Linked DNA regions of Gossypium arboreum: region 1 is linked to region 2. A link is a contact called in public Hi-C data. All regions are on one chromosome and are shown on one strand. Each heading gives the region's core, a stretch centred on a gene start, on an enhancer-like site or on the middle of the called end of the contact. The rest is flanking DNA. Distances are from core to core; before and after follow the strand shown.

Region 1 (3,832 bases), core at 1,145-3,644, 440 kb before region 2:
TAAAGGTTTTTTTGCTTCCACTTTCTAGTTTATCATCTCATAACAAGCTCATTGTATTTACCTAATGTTTCTTTGGTCATCCAATTTGTAGAAAAGGATAATCAAACTATGTAAAATAAAAAATAAAAAAAATTAGAGGATAAAGAAAGCCAAGTATTGGTACAAACATATGAAAACAACTGTGTGGTTCGAAAGTGAACTTTAACCTGCCTCACAGGCTCATCTTCAGGATTGGAATTCTATCTTAGCTATTGGATATTTTAGGCCTATCTTCCATAAATATTATTTCCTTTTTTGCTTGCAAAAGGAAAATTAAAACAAGAGTTGATTGTAATAATTTTATCTCAAACTTGAAGATACCCTCATCAAGAAATATTCTGATTAAATTAACAGTTGTAATACAGACTCTTCCTAGCTAAGACCATTAGAAAAACAATATTGCAGATTCTCCTATTGTAACACCTAGAAGCCCCAATGGCAAACTATAAATATAAAATAATAAGGTTAGGCATAGACTCATGCGGGTTCCACTGAAAAATTCTAGAAATAAATTTAGACACGGAGTGAGAAAGAGAAAAGGAAGTGTATGTCATGGAATCTATGACATGCACAAGAGGATAAATGAGTAGCAGAGCTCAGCAGACAATTTTCTCAATCCAAACTAGAAATGTAGTAACAAGGATATGACAAAGAATAAATTATTTGAACAATAATATTGAAAGGAAGACTACTAAATCATGTACATAATTCAAGCCTAAACAGCACAAGTCAAACCTAAGCTAGCAAGAAATGGTTAAAAAGCCTAACGGCTCACACAACCAAATAACGTTTGAGAGGTTGATAAAGATCTAAACAAACACTAATAACTTAACTTTAGAAATAACAAATTTCAAAGATCCAAATTTCATAATGGAGCATGAGTAAGTATCAGTACCTTCATTAGGGTGACGTTATAATAGAGACACCAGTTATGTTTTGAACTTCGATTTTCAGCAGTATAAAAAGCAAGAGCACTTTCTCCAGGCTTGACTCTCACCTAGCAGAAAAATAAAAAAAAATGAGAAAATAATTGATAAAAGAAGCACTCTACAGTGCCCCAAAATAACAGAGAAGTTAAGAACCTCTCTTTGAGTTGGAACAAATTTCCAGGGCATTCCATATGCCACATCAACATTGAATTGCACTACTATCTCCCTAAAAAGATAAGAGAAAATTTCTCAAAAAAAGGCATAGAAGTACAAGAAAGATCATATCGTTATGCAAGTCTAACATCTTCATAATAGCATCTTTAGAAATGCATGAATTGAATTGAACAAACTGGCTGATGTGAAATGATGAATGATACTAAAATTTACCACCTCATTCCTATTTGTTACCCTTTTGTAAAAAAGTCGCATTTATATATAAATAAAGAGTATAATCGGAAGGGAGTGATACCCTGCAATCTGTCTTATGACACCTTTTATGGTTTTACCTCATAAAACATCCCATTCCCTTCTTGATTTGTTTCAGAAATAACATACTAAGACCATTATTGGTTTAAGTTGTTTTCCCATCATACTCAAATGTTTCTTGTAACAAACAAGTTTCAACGTTTTCCCATCATTTTTCTAATAAGAAGAATGGTAACCGGTTTCTCATTGGGGGAATGACTTCATGCTCTAAAACACTTTAAAAACAATAACAATAATAATAAATAATCATAATTACAACTAACCAAATAAACATATACATATCTAAGCAGAAAATGTCAACAAGTAGAACTGAGAATGTTACAAGCAGAAGCAAACCACAGAACCAGGTTTAACATATAAAACAGTACAAAAACTAAGCATTGAAATAGAATCACAATAAAATTAACAGAAAGGACATTATGATGATAATCATGAAAAATATAGATGAAGATAAGCTCTTACATCCAAAGCCTAGAAAGCTCACCTTGTTACTACTGTCCCATCTTTTTCATGCTGAGCAATCTTTTCTTCAACACTCTAAAGAAAACAAGTATATGTTCTGGTTGAAAACCAATAGAAAAAAGAAAAGAAGAAAAGCATGAAAATAATAAAAGGATAGGATAAAAAATAGCACAAATGCCAATAACTTTTCCACAGCATATATATATATATATATATATATATAGCAGACTAAAGGCAAACAACAGTCTACCAGTTCCAAATTCAAAGGAGCAAAGCAGTGTTTTCACATAAAAGAAACATATGATATGGTACCCACTATCAAACTAATCAAAAGCATCGACTAATTTGCTAAAAAAGGACCAAATTTTGAGCATGAACGAGTCGAATAAAAGTAACCCACATCAGAACTAAGGACATAAAGCTTGAAATAAAATGATGAAATTAATAAAGAGAGCTTTATACCTTGGAAAGGGTATTAGCCAAAATTGAGGATGGAACCCCAAATTAGTATTTGTAGCGTCTTCTTCTCGGTTTCAGCCTTGGGGCTTCTGGGAAAGTTGGAAGCTTGAAAGCGTGGGTAGCTGAAAGAAAGGAGCCGCTTTAGCCTTCACAGGAAGCTAGATAAGAGCAAAGGGAAAAATAAAACTAAACAATAGGGTTTGTCAAAGGGTTGGTGAGGATAGAAGCATGAAAAAGAGAGAGATGGTTGGAAGGAAATGGGAAGAAGAATGAAAAAAAGAAGATGATTCAGACGTGACAATGAAAAAGAGGAGAAGGTTGGAAGGAAATGGGAAGAATGAAAAAAAGAAGTTGCTTCAGACGTGAGAACGAAAAAGAGGGAGAAGGGTAAAGTTGAAACTCACACACGCTGAATGGGTATTCCGTGGATAGAGTGCCGAATGGTAAACGACAGTTTTGCCTTGAATAAGGCTGTATAGAATATGGCTGTAATAGCCTATTACAACCAACTAAACAATGGAATAAGGATGGGCCACTGAATTCACCTGTAATGGTTTAGCATTACACTCAACCAAACATGCTGTAAGTGATAAGTAGTTATCTATCTATTTATTTTATTAAAAATTTTGAATTAACTCGAAATTTAATACGATAATCAAACACATAAAAATCAAATATTATAAATTTTCAATGAAATGGATATTTTCAAAAGTTTTTCAAACTCACCCTTAATAATCTCATAAATGATAAAATTATAAGTTAATATATGATACAATTTTACTTTTCTCTCAAAAAGAAAAAGTTTTATTTAACCCTTTAAAAGATGGTGTCAGAAATTAATAATAAAAAATATAATTTATCGAGCAAAAGAATTTCTGGAAATAAAATTTGAGGAATTTGTGTAGACTAAAATTTGACTCACTCAAGTGAAAAATAATTATTTTGAAGAAAATTGTAAAAATAGATATGTAAATTAGTTTGTAGTTATTATAGAAGTGTGCAGTTTTTTTGTTTTTAATAAATGTGGATTGTTTATTTTTAATTTTATATTTTAATTATATTTATTCGCTTTTATAATTTTACTAACTGAGTTGGTTGATTCAATTTGTGAAACAAACACAATGTATTTGTTTTGCAGTATAATTTGCAATGATAATAATATGTTAATATATTTTTACAACACCTATATAATTTTATTGTAGTAGAACAAGCTTTATTTCGTATTTCTTTTCATATATCACATTTATTTAGAGGTTGATACTCAACACAAATTCGGTAAATAAAATTACTTATAAATATTTTTAAATAAAGTAATAAATATTAATATAATAGTTTTTATCTCTTATTATTTTTATATAAAATATTTAGGAAAAACAACTAAAATTAAATGTTTACTGCCTGAACTTAAGACTAATGGAAGTTTATTCGTAATACTTTACCACTTCATTTATGATTTA
Region 2 (4,114 bases), core at 834-3,333:
TTATTTTTATTAAATTTTCACGTTAATCAAGCCTAGCCGTACCTATTTCATACTTATGGAAACTCACAAATTCAAACCTTTCACCCATTTATCCTCTATTTTTCTACTTTACAAAATAGTCCATTTTAGGTGTTTTTCATGAACACCAATTCACAAAAGTTGTATATCTAACAACTAAGATTCATTTTCTTCCATAAAAACCCAACAAATATTACAACTCCTTTCATGGAAAATCCTTAGACTATCAGCCATTTTGCATAATAGTCCCCTCAATAGCTAGATTAAGCTTTAGGAGTTCTAAAAACACAAAAATTATCAAGTAAGGTTATCTAAATCACTTACTTTCAAAGATGGAGAGTGACTGCAAATTTTAAGCTTCCAAAACCCTCAATTTGCTTGTATTTTATGTGGAGAAGGAAATGAGAAGAATATGGTGTTTTTTTCTCTTTCCTTTATTTTTATTTTATTCATTTAAGTCACTAAACACACCTAATATTTGACTTTTGACCTCTCTTGTCCCCCTATGGCCAGTCACTCTCCTAAAAGGGTCTATTTTCCCTTTAAAGACTCCCAATTAAGGTTCCTTGGCAATTTAACACCTTTAGCTATCAAAATAGGACTTTTATACTTTATGCGATTTAGTCCTTTTTCACAATTAAGCATGAAATCGATAAAATTAATTCACCAAAATTTTCATACTCTCATATAATTATGCCACAACACATAAAATAATATCAAAAATAATTTCTCTGACCTCGGGCTAGTGGTCCCGAAACCACTGTTCTGACTAAGCCCAAAATCGGGCTATTATAGATATTATCATCAATCCATCACAATTTGTGAAGACATTAAAGATACCTACAAAAGAGATCATGGAGTGAAAAAGAAGAAAAAAAAAACAAAAAGAGGCTAGTGGTAGCCAGTCCGGAGATTGGCACCTTCGTTGGGCAAAATACAAGAAAAGAAACAAGCAACTTGGAGAAAAAATAGAAATTTTTTTAGGGTTTTAGAAATTTTTTTAAAATTAAAATGAGAATTAAATATTACTTTATAATTGAAATGGTTATATTGGTTGGTAAGTTTTATGAAAGTTTAGGTTTAAATCCTATGTTTTACTAGATTTTGTATGAAAAAGATAAAAGTATCTTCAAAATAATATTTATTATATTTTAAAATAAGGCTTAATGCACACTTTAGTCCCTAAAATATACTGCTTTTCTCAATTTGGTACTTAAAGTTTTATTTTGCCTACTTCAATCCCTAACATTATTAGACATTCCTAGTTTAGTGACCAAAACATTGAACAGAGAAGGCCTGATAATGGTAAGGACTAAATTGAGAACATCAAATAATGTTAAAGATTGAAGTGGGCTAAGAAAAAACTTTAGTCACCAATGTAAGAAACCAGTATATTTCAAGAACTAAAGTGTGAATTAAACCTTTTAATTGTAGTCTTATAGTAATTTAAAAATTGAGTTAAAGCTTAATTGAGAGTGGCCAACTCAAACAAACTCTTTTAAATAGAATAGATACTCATTTTAATATTATTATTGTAAAAAACATTATTTAATATTAAAAACATATTTTTTTTAACAATTTCACCGTAGATTCTATCATATTTATTCTTTTTGAGACAATACTTAGAACTATTCATAGTCCCTCCTCAACTCATAAATAGGAGGATAATACGTTTCAGCATACTCAAACCCACCTCCTCCTATATTAACAACAATACACATACCAATCAAATTAAGACTCCATCAACATTAAAAACACATTTTTTAATCTCAAGCAACAAAACACAATCTCAAATCTCATTAACACCAACAAATTTGATCAATATCTTTACACGAGATTATATCAAGGTTGAAAATATTCTTCTTCTTCTTTCGATTTTCAAAGAATGGGGTGTTGGTCAATAATGAACACCCACTTATTCCCCGGGGGGGGGGGGTAAACGCCCACTTGTATTTATTTATTTAGATAGAATACTTTTTCTTTAAAAAAAAAAGAAGTAAATAGAAAAAGACGTCCATCAAAGTAATAATTAAAAAAGATCAATGACTCAAAAACTTTTAATATATATGAGATGGCATGGTGAAGGATATTATTGACAGATACAGTAAACATGGATGTCAGAACCAAAATGCAAAAAAGCAGTCCACAGTTGTCTACCACTTCATATCAAAGCGTCCCAACTTTCCCTCTTCATTCAACCAATGAGAAAGCTATTCCCCTTCTAGGTTTTGGCACAGCCGAATACCCTTTCGGTGCTTCCATTGATACCATGAAACAAATCATTCTCGAAGCTATCGAAGTAGGGTACCGTCACTTCGATACGGCTGCTCTTTACCAAACTGAACAGCCTTTAGGTGAAGCAATATCAGATGCTCTTCGTCTAGGGTTAATCAAATCCAGAGACGAACTCTTTATCACTTCCAAGCTCTGGTGTAGCGATGCACACCATGATTGTGTTCTCCCAGCACTCAAAAAAACACTCAAGTATTATCCCTTTGTTCCCTTGATGTTTTCAATATGTGCTTTTTATTGGTTTACTTATTGTTTCTTGATTTGTATAGAAATTTGAAGTTGGAATATCTTGATCTGTATCTGATTCACTGGCCAGTGAGCGTGAAGCCTGGGGAATATGAGTTGCCTGTTAAGAAGAAGGACCTTGTTCCTATTTATCTAAAATCTGTGTGGGAAGCAATGGAGGAGTGTCAAGCTCTTGGCCTAACAAAATCTATAGGAGTAAGCAATTTCTCCTGCAAGAAACTCGAAACTATCCTTTCCACTGCCAAAATCCCACCTGCAGTGAACCAAGTGAGAACCACTTTAATTTCTCCCTAATGTTTTGTATCATCTGCTTAATGTTTTTCAATTAAAATTAATAGTAAAGTAACTAATGATGGATTCGTATGAATTGATTTATGGGGTGAAAGGTGGAGATGAACCCAATGTGGCAGCAAAAGAAACTGAGGAAGTTTTGCGATGAGAAGGGCATACTTATCGAGTCTTACTCTCCTCTGGGGGCAAAAGGAACGCTGTGGGGAACAAATCGGGTGATGGAATGTGAGCTACTCAAGGAAATTGCCCAAGCCAAGGGAAAATCGCTTGCTCAGGTTTGTTTGAGATGGGCACATGAACAAGGAGTATGTGTGCTTGTGAAGAGCTTCAACAAGGAAAGGATGAAACAAAACCTTGATATCTTCGATTGGAAGCTCAGTGCTGAGGAGTCTCGCAAGATAAGCCAACTTCCACAGTGCAAAGGGTTTCCAGCTGGGGAATTTGTATCAGATGATGGTCCTTACAAGTCTCTTGAAGAGCTTTGGGATGGAGAGATTTGATTTTCATTATCTACTGGATTTATTACAAATAAACCAAATGGACCCATATGCAGATCTTTATAGTTTGATGGTATTGTGTATGTATGGGACCATCGTTTTACTGTATTGGAACCAGCATTTAGCAGACGAGAACTATGTGGGATAATAAAATGTGATTGTGGAGCATATTGAGTCAAGAGTCATCCTATTTTTCTGTTTGTCCTTTCTTGTGGAGTAACATGTTGCAAGTATTAGAAAATCACCGGAAAGTACTGAAAATAATTTTTTGAATTTTTCTTTACTTTGAAAAACATAAGTCATTTTCTAACGCAAAATTTTTATATAAAATTAACTTAAATAAAGTTTAATATTATTATATTAATAATAAATTTTTTATTTTTATGTTTAAAATTTATAAAATTAATAAAATATTAATATAAAATATTACAATTTTTAATATTATCAAACATACATATTTAATTATCTATATCTAATCATATAATAAATTATTAATATTATTTCATATTTCAATTTTATTTTAATAATAAATTTTAAAAAATAATTTTAAATAATATTCTATCATATATTATTGAAAAATTATTCAATATTAATATTTTAAATAATAAATATCTATTAAAATTATAAATATATTAATAATAAATATTTTGTAGTATAAATGTTAAAATGTACCATAAGTCTATGTATTCTTTACAAATTTGAGATTTAGTTCTTGTACTTTTATTTTAATAATTTAGTCATTTACTTTTAGAATTGAAAATTAAGTCCCA

The links. A called contact is a pair of places that touch in the nucleus more often than the background predicts.
Region 1: a contact with region 2 is called in a Hi-C map of leaf, with 3 times the contacts expected there. The contact joins the promoter of LOC128293134 here to the promoter of LOC108480437 in region 2. A contact is called at or near these places in 2 of 5 Hi-C or Micro-C datasets (both in leaf).

Annotation. Positions count from the first base shown.
Region 1 is chr1:44,534,896-44,538,727 of ASM2569848v2, reverse strand. It overlaps LOC128293134 (cytochrome c oxidase assembly protein COX11, mitochondrial-like), which reads right to left and starts at 2,394. Exons shown (of 5, transcript XM_053028646.1): 1 at 2,379-2,394; 2 at 1,939-1,991; 3 at 1,122-1,194; 4 at 935-1,036. The coding sequence starts at 1,154.
Region 2 is chr1:44,094,361-44,098,474 of ASM2569848v2, reverse strand. LOC108480437 (non-functional NADPH-dependent codeinone reductase 2-like) reads left to right here and starts at 2,083. Exons shown (of 3, transcript XM_017783440.2): 1 at 2,083-2,502; 2 at 2,580-2,823; 3 at 2,943-3,585. The coding sequence starts at 2,129. The coding sequence ends at 3,347.